Regions from separate parts of the Sus scrofa genome. Here region 2 is linked to region 1. Evidence: chromatin contacts called from public HiChIP or PLAC-seq data. All regions are on one chromosome and are shown on one strand. Each heading gives the region's core, a stretch centred on a gene start, on an enhancer-like site or on the middle of the called end of the contact. The rest is flanking DNA. Distances are from core to core; before and after follow the strand shown.

What was found. HiChIP or PLAC-seq counts read pairs in DNA pulled down with a chosen protein or histone mark.
Region 2: a contact with region 1 is called in an H3K27ac HiChIP or PLAC-seq map of skeletal muscle. The contact joins the enhancer-like site here to the promoter of HTRA1 in region 1. A contact is called at or near these places in 6 of 47 Hi-C or Micro-C datasets (brain, embryonic fibroblasts, fibroblasts and 2 more) and 1 of 2 datasets of contacts at active chromatin or transcription factors (skeletal muscle).

The regions. Positions count from the first base shown.
Region 1 is chr14:132,039,325-132,046,204 of Sscrofa11.1, reverse strand. HTRA1 (serine protease HTRA1) reads right to left here and starts at 3,161. Exons shown (of 11, transcript XM_003133208.4): 1 at 3,086-3,161; 2 at 2,673-3,083. The coding sequence starts at 3,146.
Region 2 is chr14:132,074,172-132,081,051 of Sscrofa11.1, reverse strand. All of the region lies in intron 5 of HTRA1 (serine protease HTRA1), which reads right to left. Among named protein-coding and RNA genes, the nearest start is that of HTRA1, 35 kb to the right of the region's middle. Within about 2 kb of position 3,146, at least 36 of the 83 cell types and tissues checked have an H3K27ac peak or open chromatin away from gene starts, as enhancers often do. A contact at or near this core is called in embryonic fibroblasts, skeletal muscle and subcutaneous adipose tissue, where this site is marked.

The DNA.
Region 1 (6,880 bases), core at 1,912-4,411:
CCTCCCCATCGATCTCCAATCCACACAAACCCTCCTGGGGATCTCGTGCATCGTGAAGCCGCTCCTGTCTCAGAAGCCCCTTCCCCACATCCTCGTACTGCTCGCCCCAACTCCAGGCCTCTGGTCCAGCAGCACGTCCTCCAGAAGGCCTCCCGTGGCCACTTCAGCTAAAACAGGGCTCGCGCCAAGCCTCTCAGCCAGAGCTGCAGCCAGGTCACTGGGTTTAGCAATGACATCGGTGACCTGCTCGTGGGCAGGGCTTCCCCTAAACGAAGGCTGGGCTCCCAGGCTCCCCGTCCTCAGAGGTACCCCCAGAAAGACAAGGGTGGAGGGTTGATGGGGGAGAGGACCGCAAAAGCAAAGCCTTCCGCTGAGGACAGGCCACGTGGCCATGACTGTCCAGGGCCTCTTGTTTTTTCATTCATTTGTCTATTCATTCATCACTCCCCCCACACCTGCCTCCTATGTGCCAGGTGCACGTGCACGCACACACATACACAACACACACACACACACACACACAGTGCCAGACACACCGCAGAGCTGAGTTCTTTTGCACAAAGAGGAACAGAGGAGAACAGCTTTGCACCCTCTCCGTCTCTCCCTCCTTTCCAGGCTGCCAAGCTCATCCTTCTGTGGCCACACCCCCCCATCCCCAGCCTCCCGGCTCTCCCAGGAGCCTGCTGCGGGCCTAAGGGCCCCTGGGAGAGGACCTGCTTCCCTCCAGTATTAATGACTCTGCCAACTCCGAAGCTTGCTAAGTGACTCCACCTCACTGGCAGTAAATTAGGTGCTTGAAGCGTGCCAGTTACTCTGGACCCCGCAGCGAGACCACAAACACTAAGCGCTGGCTTGTTTTTGACAAAAACATGCATGTGCTTTTCTAAAATCATCCCCTCACACCCAGACTATTGCATTAGCCCGAACTCCGCGCCCTGGTGTGTTCTGTTAGGTGCATCCTACTCAGGCTTTTTTTTTTTTTTTTGAATTGCCCTGGTTCAAGAGCATCTGAGTACACAGCAGCCCGGCCCATCCTCTTTGGCCCTGGGACTCTGTGCCACTAGTCTAGGTCACTTCTGATGCCTTCCCCAAATGTCCCCAGCCACACCGATCTATTCACCACCTCCCAGACAAGACTTCGATCCGCCTGCCTCCTACTCGACCTCGGGCGCACTTGGGGCCCTCCAGAAACTTCCTTCACCCTGCCTGACCTCTCTTTCCCAGCTCAGGGTTAAGCACCGGGCTGCTTCTGAGTAAGGTTGTCTGGGTTCAAATTCTAGCTACATGGCCCTGGGTAAGAAATTTAACCCCAGTCCCCCCACCTATAAATCAGGAATGGCAGCAAAGGCTCCCTCCTCTTCGAAGGCCAAGTGTGGTCACAAGAGTGACATGCCTGGCACAAGGACTCAATTCATGTGTGTTGTCAGGCCCACCCCTTGGACTCCACAGGTTCAATTCTGCCTGGAATAATTCTCCTCCACGTGCTAACCAGGCTGTTTCCTGAGGGCCAAGGCTGGCTCCCTGCTCCCGTGTTGGTCGGATCCGCAGTTTCTGTTTGACCTACACTGCTCTGGCACCTTCCTCTCTGTGTTGGCCAAAGTGCGCCAGGCCCCAGGGCTGGACCATATTCCTACAAAGAAAACCAAGACCGGCCCCTCTCACTGGGCTCCCCCCTCCCTTTCCATGCACTGTCAGTAGTGAGGAGGCAGCCAGTGGCTGCGGCCAAGTGCACTGCCAAGCAGGGCTGGCCCGTCCCTATACCGCTGGATTGGCCGCAGCTGAACTCCGTATTGTTTTTCCACATGGTCTCTGGGACTGAAGACGAGAAGCATCCCTCTGGAAGCTCCCGCCGTTCGCTCCACCCTTCGCCCCAACACCACTACCTCCCCTGCCAGGACCAGACTTGTTGATACAGAAAAGATGTTTAAGGAGGGAGAGGGGGACACTTCCTCATCCCTAACATGCCCCCCCCCCCCGCATTCCTTCCTCGGCATTTTCCGTCATCTGCTTATTCAAAAGGAGCCACTTTCATTTTTGTAGGGCTGGCTCCAATCATGGGAAGCAAGGCAGGCAGTGCTGCTGCTGCAACGCCTGCTGTACTAAACCCGTGTCCGGCCAGGGGGTCTCCTGGGGAAACAGGGGTGCCGGACAAGCAACAATGCCCCTTTCAAATAAAAAGTTAAAAGTTTCCACGACAGTATCCATAATAAAAATGAATGCATGGTTAATTTTAAAGGGCGAGCAGAACGCGGGCAGAAGCCAAAAAGGAAGGGAAAGAAGCCACAGAACCTAGTCCTTGTGGCCCCAAACTTTTCAACTTTTTATATCCACGTTCCTGCCTTGTTTGTCCCCGAACCCTGACGCGGTGTGCCTTCCCGCGGGGATCCAGCAGCGGGCCTTTCCTGGAGGATACCCCATCACCCCGGCTCCTGGCTTCCGGACACAGCGCGTCCGGGACCCGCTGCGCGAGGAACTGACCCAGGCTGGGCGCAAAGCTCGGTTCCGAGGGATCCCGCGCAATTCTGTCACCCCGAGGGCCGGTGCCCGCCTCCCCCAGCCAGTGGGTGCCCGGAACAGCCCGCAACACTTCGCCGCCCCCGGCCTGGCCCTTCCGTTCCGCCGGAGCGGGTCGGGACCCGGCGAGACTGGGGAGCTCCCCAGAGCGCAGATACCTTGGCCGCAGGCGCCGCGCTGCAAGACGATGACCGGCGGCTGGTGCAGCCTCTCGGAACGGCGGCTGGCAGCGCGCAGCTGGCACAGGTTGGCGTAGGTGTTGGCGTCGCTGCCGCACACCGGCTCGTTGCTGGCGCACACGCAGAGGCCGGCCTGCGCGCGCCGCCGCACCGTGGCCGAGGCGGGCACCCCGAAGGGCACCACGCACTGCAGCCCCTCGCCGCACGGGCCCTCCTGCAGGCCGCACTCGGCCCCCTCGGGCGCGCCGCACACCTCGCAGCAGCCGCACGCGTCGCGGACGCGGCCGCCCTCGCAGTGTCCCGGCGGCGGGGCGCAGCGCGCCGGCTCGCACCGCTCCGGACACCCGGCGGCGCCAGGCGCCGAGCGGCCCGCCCGGGGCGGCAGCGCCAGCCGGGCGCCGCGAGCAGCAGCAGCAGCAGCAGCGGGAGGAACGAGGCGCGCGGGGGCTGCATGGCGGCTCGTACGGCGGCGGCGGCGGCGGGCTGGGCGAGGGCCGGAGAGCAGTGCCGGGGAGAGCGCGGGAGGGACTCCGGGCGAGCGGGTGCGAGTGCGCGCGGCCGCGCGGCCCAGCCCATTGGCCTCGCAGCGGTGACGAGCCGCCTTGGGGACGGGCACGGCGCCCGGGAGGGGGGCCGGCCGGATGGCGGGAGGGCGGGCGGGCGGCTGGACCGGGGACCGCCCGCGGCGGGGGCTGGGCAGGCGCGCCCGGGCACGGCGGGGCTCGTGGGCGCGGGCGGGGCGGCGTGCGGATGGGTCCGCCCGCTCGCGGGGCTCGGTTTCCCGGTCTCCGCTTCCCACGGATCCGCCTGTCTCGGCTTCCCTCACCGCGGCTGGCGACCTTAAAACCAAAAAGAGGCTCCGCACCGGAGAACCTGCTGGGGCCCCGCGCGCGAGCGCCAGGGAAAGTTCCTGCAAATTGCCAAGTTGGGGACCCGCCCCCGCCGCGGGAGGGGCCGTCGCCCAGACCCCCCCCCGGGCGGCGGTGGCACCGCTGGCCCTGGTCACGCGCTCCAGAGGAGGAGGATGGGTACCTCTCTGGAACTGACCCCCGTGCTGGGCACGCGCGACCATGACCGTGGACCCTGTGTGCAAAGAAGGCGGGGCCCGCGGGGCTGGCAGAGAGCCAGCGCTGACCCACGGTTAAGTGAAAAAAGCAAAGAGCAGAAGTAATTAGAATATAGCCATGGGAATCAAATTCTTTTAAAAAGTTGTTATGGGTGAGATGTGTGCTTGTACATGCACAGAACAGCTCCGGAAGGAGACGCGAGAAGCTTCTAACACCAGGGATTGGATAGGGAAGGGGGAGTTTGGGGTGGGAAAGGGGGCGTTGTACTGTTTGAATTTTTCACCGCGGGCATGATTATCTCAAAACATTAAGTAGAAGAGCTCGCCATTGATCTCCCACTCGACAGTCTTGGGTGCATCATTTTAGACAGACGCCAGTCTAGGTGCCGCCAGGAGGAGCGGGGCGACCCTGGAGGTGGGTCCCTGAGCCCTGGCCGTGCCAGGCCGGTGGGCGGCGGCCACTGAACCAACGCGTAGCAGATGGGCAAAGCTTGAGCCTGAGGACCTGGCAGGAGGCAGGCTCACACAGTCCTGGGCCCGGATGGGGCAGAAACTCCCAAAAGTCTTTTGGGCTGGCCGCTGGGCTGAGATGACCTTCCTGGGGAGGGGAGGGGGCCCTGGAGGTCGAGCGACTTTTGACTATTCTGCATGTGGGTTGTTCCCTTGTGCACGCAGTACTTTTCCAACGAAAACAATTTAAAAGTAATATCCAAATAGGTATAATCCCCACCCACCCCAAGTCACCTCCTAAATGTGAGGCATGTCAGTGTCTTAAGTACCAGAGGGGTCCCTAGGACCGAAGGCCTGGAAGCAGGAGGCGCAGCATCCTGGGGCCTGAAGAAGACCCATCCTCCACCCAACAGCCAAGTGGCCAGACTGCAGGGTGAACTCACTGTTTCAAAACAAAAAATTGGGAGTTCCCATCGTAGCGCAGTGGTTAACAAATCCGACTAGGAACCATGAGGTTGCGGATTCAATCCCTGGCCTTGCTCAGTGGGTTAAGGATCTGGCGTTGCCGTGAGCTGTGGTGTAGGTTGCAGATGTGGCTCGGATCCCACATTGCTGTGGCTCTGGCATAGGCCGGTGGTTACAGCTCGGATCGACCCCTAGCCTGGGAACCTCCATATGCCGCGGGAGTGGCTCAAGAAAAGGCAAAAAAAAAAAAAAAAAAAAAAAAAAAAAAAAATGGAGTTGCCGCTGTGGCTCAGTGGTTAAGAACCCAACTAGTATTCAGGAGGATGTGGGTTCAATCCCTGGCCTCACTCAGTAGGTTAAGATCTGGCGCTGCCACAAGCTGTGGCGCGGTCACAGATGTAACTCAGATCTGGTGTTGCTGTGGCTGTGGTATGGGCCAGCAGCTGCAGCTCCAGTTTGTCCCCTAGCCGGGGAACTTCCATATGCCACAGGTTTGGCCCTAAAAAGACAAACATTCGGAAGGACACGATAAATGAGGTGAAATGTGGCATCGTGGGCCCTTCATTGAGCTTCCCTTTGTCTTAACGCCTCCATAGCTGGAAATAGTGTTTTCAATCTGAAAGTTTACTCTTTCTCTCTTTTATTTCTCTCCCCTCTGATGCCATTTATAAAGACAGTTTCTTTTATTTTTTATTTATTTATTTTTTGTCTTTTTGCCATTTTCTTGGGCCACTCCCACAGCATATGGAAGTTCCCAGGCTAGGGGTCGAATCAGAGCTGCAGCCGCTGGCCTATACCACAGCTCACGGCAATACCAGATCCTTAACCCACTGAGCAAGGCCAGGGATCGAACCCACAACCTCATGGTTCCTAGTCGGATTCGTTAACCACTGAGCCACGACGGGAACTCCTAAAGACAGTTTCTTAAAAGATGCATTTTTTTTGACTACCTCTTGAAAAAATACCTCATGAAAAGTCATTTCTTTCTCACTACAGATTCATAGAGAGACTATTTCCAGAGAAAAGGGGGCAGCTCTGAAGCCACCCAGATGAGTTCCCGGCCATCCTCTCTGAAGCCCACATTTACAGCATGCAAGCTTTTAATTTTGAACAAAGTCAGGTCTATTCATGAATAATGAACAATGAAGCACCATGGCTGCCAGAGCCTGGGTTAGGAAATGAGGCTTCTGAAGTGGAGCAGAGCAGCCAGGTCTGCGCTTCCCAGAAGGAGAAAGCTCTCCTGCCTGGGGCCACCCAGGTGCATGAAGGACCCAGGATGGTTGGGGTCTCCTGCTGCCTTTCCTGATCCACAGGACCAGAAACTAAGGAGCTGGAGGAATATCATGAACTTGGAGAACAGATGTGTGGTTGCCAGGGGGGAGGGGGAGGGGAGGGAGGGGAGGGACTGGGAATCTGGGGTTAATAGATGCAGACTGTTGCCTTCGGGCTGGGTAAGCAATGAGACCCTGCTGTATAGCACTGGGAACTGTATGTAGTCACTTGTGATGGAGCCTGATGATGTGAGAAAAAAGAACATATATATGTATGTGTGACTGGGTCACCTTGCTGTAGAGTAGAAAATTGACAGAACACTGTAAACCAGCTATAATGGAGAAAAATAAAAATCATTAAAAAAAAGGAAAAATTTCAGTGGCTGCCATGTGTTGACACTCTGCTGGCCACTGGAGATGTGGTGCTAAGTAACGGAACTCCCAGGAGCTCAACGTTTAGAATTTTCTGCAGGGATGGAAAGGTTGTGTACTTTTTTTTTTTTTTTTCCCTTGCTTTTTAAGGCTGCATCCATGGCATGTGGAGGTTCCCAGGCTAGGGGTTGAATCCAAGCTACAGCTGCCAGCCCACACCACAGCCACACGGGATCCAAGCCGTGTCTGTGACCTACAACCACAGCTCATGGCGATGCGGATCCCCAACCCACTAAGCGGGGCCAGGGATCGAACCTGCAACCTCATGGTCCCTAGTTGGATTCTTTCCGCTGTGCCACAATGGGAACTCCCAGGTTGCGTGTTTGTGCTGCCCAAGGCAGTAGCCACCAACTGCATGTGGCTGCTGAGCATTTGCAAGGTGGCAAGTGCAAGGGAGAAACTGGATTTCATTTTTCTTTCATTCCTCTAAGTGTAAGTAGCCACACGATTGGCCCTTTAAAGGTGTGGGACATAAGTGCCTTATGCTGGAGAGAGGGGAGATC
Region 2 (6,880 bases), core at 1,897-4,396, 35 kb before region 1:
AGATGCATCAGGATTTAAAAATTGGGTTTAGTCCAATATTTGGGGTGAGCCAAGGCCAGGCATTTACGTCTGGATAACTGATGCTGGATGCAGCCTGGTTTTTAGGCGTCTATCACGTTGCAGGCTCCGGGCTCAGGTGGACAAAGGCGCAACCCTTGCCCACCTTCCCTGCTGGGAGCAGGCGTGGTCTCAACTCTGGTTGGTTCCGTGCACAACACACAGCAGCCACTTGCTAGCTGCCGAACTGAATTAAAGACACAGTGGCTCCTTATCTGCTACTATTTAGAGCTTGTATGGTCCTATATGCAGGGAAATTGACCAGGATATAACACTCTTGTAAAAAATTTTTTTAATTCTTTTTTTTTTCCTTTTTACAGCCACACCTGCAGCATATGGAAGTTCCCAGGCTAGGGGTCGAATCCGAGCTGCAGCAACAGGGCACAGCCACAGCCACAGCAAAGTGGGATCTGAGCCACATTTATGACCTACACCGTAGCTTATGGTAATGCCAGATCATTAACCCACTGAGCAAGGCCAGGGATCAAGCCTGCATCCCCACGGACACTATGTAGTGTTCTTAACCTGCTAAGTCACAACAGGAACTCCTATTTTTTTTAATCCTTAAAGACATATAAACTCCTCTACATGAGGCTCATTACAATAAGTTAACTTGTATATTCATGACATAAAATGGTGGCATAGAAAATATTCTAACCACAGGGCCAAGGGTTTCTAGGAGCTGCCTGGTAGCCAAAGCAGAGAGGGACATACCATGAAACATATGTTCTTATTAGCAGATTCTTGTGCCTTACTTAACAAAAGGGACTTCTTGATTAGCACATTTATCAGACCATGAGTCCTCAGTTCATCAGAATGTCTTATTTCTGCCCTGCCATAGAAAGCAGTCTAGATGGTTCTAGGAAGCCACTCTGGGAAATAGCCTCCACTCTGCCATGACCGAGAGGTCACCAGCTCATTACAAACCCCTTGCACTTCTAGACTCTCAGGAGACTGACCTCATAAAAAGTTGGAGCTTTCCAGAGTTAGACCAGGAATCCCAAAGAACAATAAGAGACGCAGACAACAGGCAGAGGAACTATCCAGAAGCATCAGCTCGTGTTCTGGAGGGGGCTCTCCTAAACTCACTGGGAAATACGTCTGCACGTGGTCCAAAGGCAAGGTCTCAGGCAAGGCAGAGAAGGAAAACTAAGCAGCTCTCGTGGCCCCCACTCTCCCCCTTGGCTGGCTCTATCTATCCTTCATGTCTCAGCTTGGATGTTACCTCCTCGTTAAGCCTCTCTGTCTTCACTACCTTCAGACAACTTCACAGCCCCGGGGCCTTCCACCGCGTCCTCCCTCTGTTTCTTCTTTGTACCTATCACCCCAGTCTAGCTTACCTGTCCCTGCACCACATGTGAGCTCCGCGGCTTTTGCCCATTGCTGGCACATCCTCAGAACCTAACACAGTGCTTGGCCAAGAGATGCTCAATAAATATGTATAGACTCTATGAGTGAATAAAGAATAACTGAAAGAATGGACCAACTAGACCTTAAGAGATCATTAGGACTTTTAAAATTGGATAATAATGTGCAAAACATCTTTGGACTCACAAAATTCTTCTCTATTGATATAACTGAGAAATGGGTCAGAACTAAGGCCTCTCTCTGTTTAATCAGGCAAGACCGAAGCATCTTCTCCAGCAAAGAAACACAGTCTCCCCAAGAATAAGAGCAAATGAGATCAGCTGCTCTGTCCTTTTCCCCTGAGGTCGCCCGAGTCTTTTTTTTTTTTTTTTTTTTTGTCTTTTGTCTTTTTCGGGCCACACCTACAGCATCTGGAGGTTCCCAGGCTAGGGGTCTAATTGGAGCTACAGCTGCCAGCCTATACCACAGCCACAGCAACGCAGGATCCGAGCCACAACTGCGACCTACATCACAGCTCATAGCAACACCGGATCCTTAACCCACTGAGTGAGGCCAGGGAGCCAACCCGCAACCTCATGGTTCCTAGTTGGATTCGTTTCTGCTGTGCCACAACGGGAACTCCCTCACGCGAGTCTTAAAAGCACATTTTGTTCCAAGCACACTGGGCTCCTCTAGAACAACGTGCTAATCATCTTCCGTTGGAGCTGGCAAAGCTCTTTCTCTGAAAGGCCACAAAGTAAGTGCTTTCAGTTTCACAGGCCACGGGGTCTCCAATCCAGCTACTCAACTCTGCTGCTGTGGAGCAAAAGCAGCCACAGACTCCACAAAAGCAAATGGGCACGCTGTGTTTCAATAAAACTTTATTTACACAAACAGCTGGAGGGCCGGATTTGGACTGTAGGCCACAGCTGGCCAACCCCTGGGTCCCTAGACCCTGCTCCACACTCACTGAACTGGCACACGGCATCCACGCTGCCCTCCCCACTCAGCAAAAGGGACAGGAGACATTCACCTACAAATTCAGTCCCAACAACCTGGGAGTCACTTGGTCAGAACCAAAAATCAGAGTCTTAGTCCAATCCCCTGAAGAGAGAACGCCAACATGGGGGGGGAAAAAAAAGCATTACCATATTAAGAGAAAAACATAGCCAAAGAATTTCCTTAACAATCAACTAAGTTCTTGAAATGGATCCAGAGAACACACAAGGGCTCGGTTTTGATAGTTTGGGGAACTGAAATATTTTCACATTCCACAAGAAGCTGCACTCTGAACAATAAGCAGCCACGTCCCTGTTAGCCTCTGGACCAAGGCCAGTCCAGAGCAAAAAGCTGCTTCCACTTCAGCGTCTGGCTTGACCTCACCTCATGAAATATGGATTCACCTCCCCCTAAAAATGGTAAAAATCCATACGGTAACAGGAGCCTTGTAGCCCCAGTAAGGTCTGTGGCCTCTTCAGCCAATGCCACGCGGGCCTTTGAGCTCAGGGAGAGAGAGAGAGGAGAGACCACAAAACAACCAGGACAGAGGCAGTGGGGAAAAGAATTCAAAATGGAAAAACACAGAAACACAATACGAGGGTAACTATGGTACTGGAAGCCACATTCCAGGCTCCCGCCAACGTTACCAGGATGAGGGACGGGCCGCAGAAGATGCAGAGCTGGTCCAGCACGGGCTCGGCCTTATCTGATTCACTCTGGGACAAGCTCGGGCGGCTGAGTCAGCGCCTTCTGACAATCAGGTTGTCTGAGGAGAACTGGCTGCAGGCACGGGGGGCATGAGTCATGCTTGGTACATGCCACCCCTCCCTCGCCACCATCCCCAGGCCGCCTGGACCCTCCTTGCTCAGAGAAGTCGGGGCAGGCCAGGTTCCGAGGGGCCGGCCTGCAGAGACCAGGGCCGCCTCGACAGCTCCTGGGGCTCGTGCATGGAGGGCCCCTCGCCCCCAGAGGGACCCCAGTTCTGAACTTGATGACAGGTGGCGTCAGCTTTTCTGGCCTCTGCAGCCAGCTCAGCGGTGAGAGGACCCTCTGCCAACGAAGCACCCCCAGGCCCAGGGGTCTCACACTTCAGCCACTTCAAACAGGGCCATAGGTGGCATCTGGCTCAGAGCTGCCCAGGGCCGGATGCAGGCCTGGAGGTGAGGCTGAAAAACCACCTCGCCAGCCTCCCCGAGGCTGCTTCCAAATATTCCCCTAGTTGCTGGCGTCAGGGAAACGCACCCACAGGTAACTGCACCACCTCCCAGGGCTTTGAGCTCCCAATGAGCACAGAGCTACAGGCCCCGGCAAAGCCACCCACACTTCAGGCAACCCCTGGGATCCAACAAGCATTGGCCTCAGAGTCTGGGGAGCCGGGAGTGCTGCTCTGTCACCAGCCTGCCACGTGGTCACCTCCTTGTCTGGAAGGTGGGGCTCAGCTCGCAGCAGGAGCCCCAGGGCCCTCCTGCTCCCCCAGCCCACAGGCCTTGCCTCCTTCTGAGCAGAGGGCTCTGCGTGCACACTCAGGGCACTGTCGCTGGGCACCTACTACATGACAAGTGAGCAAGACAGGTGTGCCCCTCACACGGCAGCAGCAGGGGGAAACTTAAACCCAGAAGTCAATATGACAACTGAAGCTATGATGAGGATGGGAGGAAGGGAACATGAAAGGAATGCGATCACCTCTGGGGCTCTGTGTCCCCGGAGTGACGGGGGTGGACTGGGACAAGGGGCAAGAAGGGCTGTCTGGGGCAGAATTTATCCAGAGGCCGGGAAGATCCTCTACGGAGGCGCTGGAAGGGGACACCCGCCTCCGGCCCCGGGAGGCAAGGCAAGGCCCCAGGAGAAGAGCCCCCCTTTGTAGGAGCTGGCAGCAGACAGCAGGGCAAGCAGCGTGGGGGAGGGATGGGGGATCAAAGAGAATGGGAGAGCGGGGTGCCCATCAGGCTGGGTGGGCCTTCAAGGCCCTAGTAAGGAGTTTAGGCTCTCTCTGTAAGAACAGGGGGAAACAGGGTTTATACAGGGCACACAGGACACGATCCAAACATTGCAATCATCAAACACAAGACATATGCCTTCCTCCCGCCTGTTTCCCGAGCAACACAGCTGGACGAACAGCTGGGACAAAAGTAACTGTCCTTTCCCATCTTCCGCAATACATCCCCCGTCTTGCACTCTGGCCGAAAGAAACAAATATTCTCAAATATTCACTCTCTTTCCTCTCTCCCTCTCTCTCCCCCATCCTCCCTGAACGACTCAGCAAAAAAAAAAAAAAAAAAAAAAAAAAAAAAAAAAAAAAAAAGCAGCATAGACAAAATGCTGCCTTTGGATAAAATGTTGAAATGTTCTACCAACACGGCCCGCGTCATGTTAAGCACATTTGGAAACGGTTTTTATCTGAGGCTGAACTAGTTTGCCCTCAAAGCTGCTTTCTATTAAACTGTTTGTCTGCACGCTGTCCTTCCTTCCTGCAGCTGGCATTCCCCCCGGGTGATCACTGGCCCCGGCCGAGGCCCGAGGCAAGGCGAGCTGCACATCCGAGGGCAGAAGCACAGAAAGCGATGCCCAGCCCGGCTGCGGTTAGAGGCGATGGGCGTGCGCGGGGCCAGCCTGTGCTCCAGCTTGGTGGGGGCAGCAGACCAGGAAGGGACGGCCGCTCCTCCTTCCAAGGTTCTCCCAGCTCCAGACTCCCAGGGAACGTAAGCGCACATGTGTCTGCTCAGCAGTGAGAAGAAAAGCGTTCTTTGGTTACAAGCCCAGAAACGTCTCTGGCACCTTCAAGCCGAGGGAGGTGGACTGAAAATGGGCGGGGGTGGGGGGCTTGAAGGATGGAAGGGAAAGGAGACGGATCCGGCTCAGAAAGAGGAGGAACGCAGACAGCGCTGGGGTCTCGGCGGCCGGGGTGGCAGGGCTTCCGCCATGTAGTTTTTCTGCAGGTGGCATCCAGCGGCAGCTCCAAGCGGAGGATGTGCTTGGTCTGGTGGGTGCCGTGTCCCCCTCCTGACCCAGGGGGTGGGGTGCTAGGACCGAGCTCCCCCTCAGACTGTCCAACGGGGGAGAAATGGACCCAGAAGGCCATGCTGGCCGCTGCTCCCAGGAAAGGGGAGGGGTGGGGGACAAGCGGGCAGTGACAACAGACATCCGTGGCCATTTCCATTCATGAAAAGGAGCAGGAATAGCCTGCTCAGGAAGGAGGTTAGCTGTTGGTAAGAGAGGACCTTTCAAGAGAAATCTTGGGGCTGGGGGCGGAAATGGGCCCAGACAGAGGCCACTAACTTAACCACTGAGGCTGTGTATGTGGGGACAGTCACACCAGTGTCACGGGGTCATCAGGAAGTGTTCCTGGGGAGTGGGGGCGCTGGGCCACGACCTCACATGACACGTGCCATTTGGACCGATTTCCCTCCTCCAGCCCAACCGTGTTCGGTTCTGTTCTGCTTCCACTGAGATTTCTTTCCTGTTCTGTTTCTTGTTCCTGAGGTGACAGTGCCAGGCCAGCCCGCCCCCTCCCCCCAGTTATAACATCGTGTGCTGGACAAATCTGTATTCATCGAGGGTGAAATTTCAGGCTTCTTCCAAAACTGAGCCTCATTCCAAGCCAGTCTCCGCCCCATGTGCCTAAATACTCAATCATCAAACTAAGGGAACAACATGGAAAGAGCTGGAAGCGATGGTTTCCCTCTCCGCCCTTCCAACTCCTATCAGCAAAAAAAAGCAGTTTAGTCAGTGGAAACCAGTCTCTTGTGTGGGTGTCTGCAATTTAATATCCTTTCATTTCCGATTCCATTTTGAAAAGCCACATTAGTTCAACTTTAAATTTTCAAGCTCCCTTTTCTTGGGCTAGAAACGCATCTCAAATAGCAAGTTGCTGGCAGAAGGGCGAGCCTCCCGGGAACAGCGAGAGCCGGGTCAGGAACACCCTGCAAGGCTGGGCCTGTTGAAAGGGTTCTCGTCCTGCCTGGACATGCCAGGGGACAGGAGATACACTCTCCACCTTGGCTTAAAATCGGAAAAGAATATCTCCCGGGCAGGGCAGTCACACGGGAGGCACCCACCTGTGCCAAATAATGAAATTACTCCCTGGGAGCAGTGTCCGGCCGAGCACCCTGCCTGCAGAGAGCCCCCTGGGCTGGCCGGCTGCCGAGGGCTCTGAGGAGCTGACAAGTCCCGAGGGTGGCCACAGGATGTGCTATTCTGGCCGGCCTCCTTCCGGTGAGACTAACCACATCCTAGACACCTTCCGAGCAGCCTAAACCGGGGTGCGCCAGCCTCCCCGGGGGCTATTTAAAGTCAAGTCATCCCCTTACACCAAAAGGCCAGGCTGCAACCCTCCCAAAATGCCCACGGGCTTGGGGAGCCTGGCTGGCTTGGGAGGCTGTCACTGCCCCATGGCATCGCTGTGTGACCTCAGACAGGTTACTTAAGCTCTCTGGAGCCCCGTTTATTCCTATGCAAAATAGGCGTGCTACAGCTATCT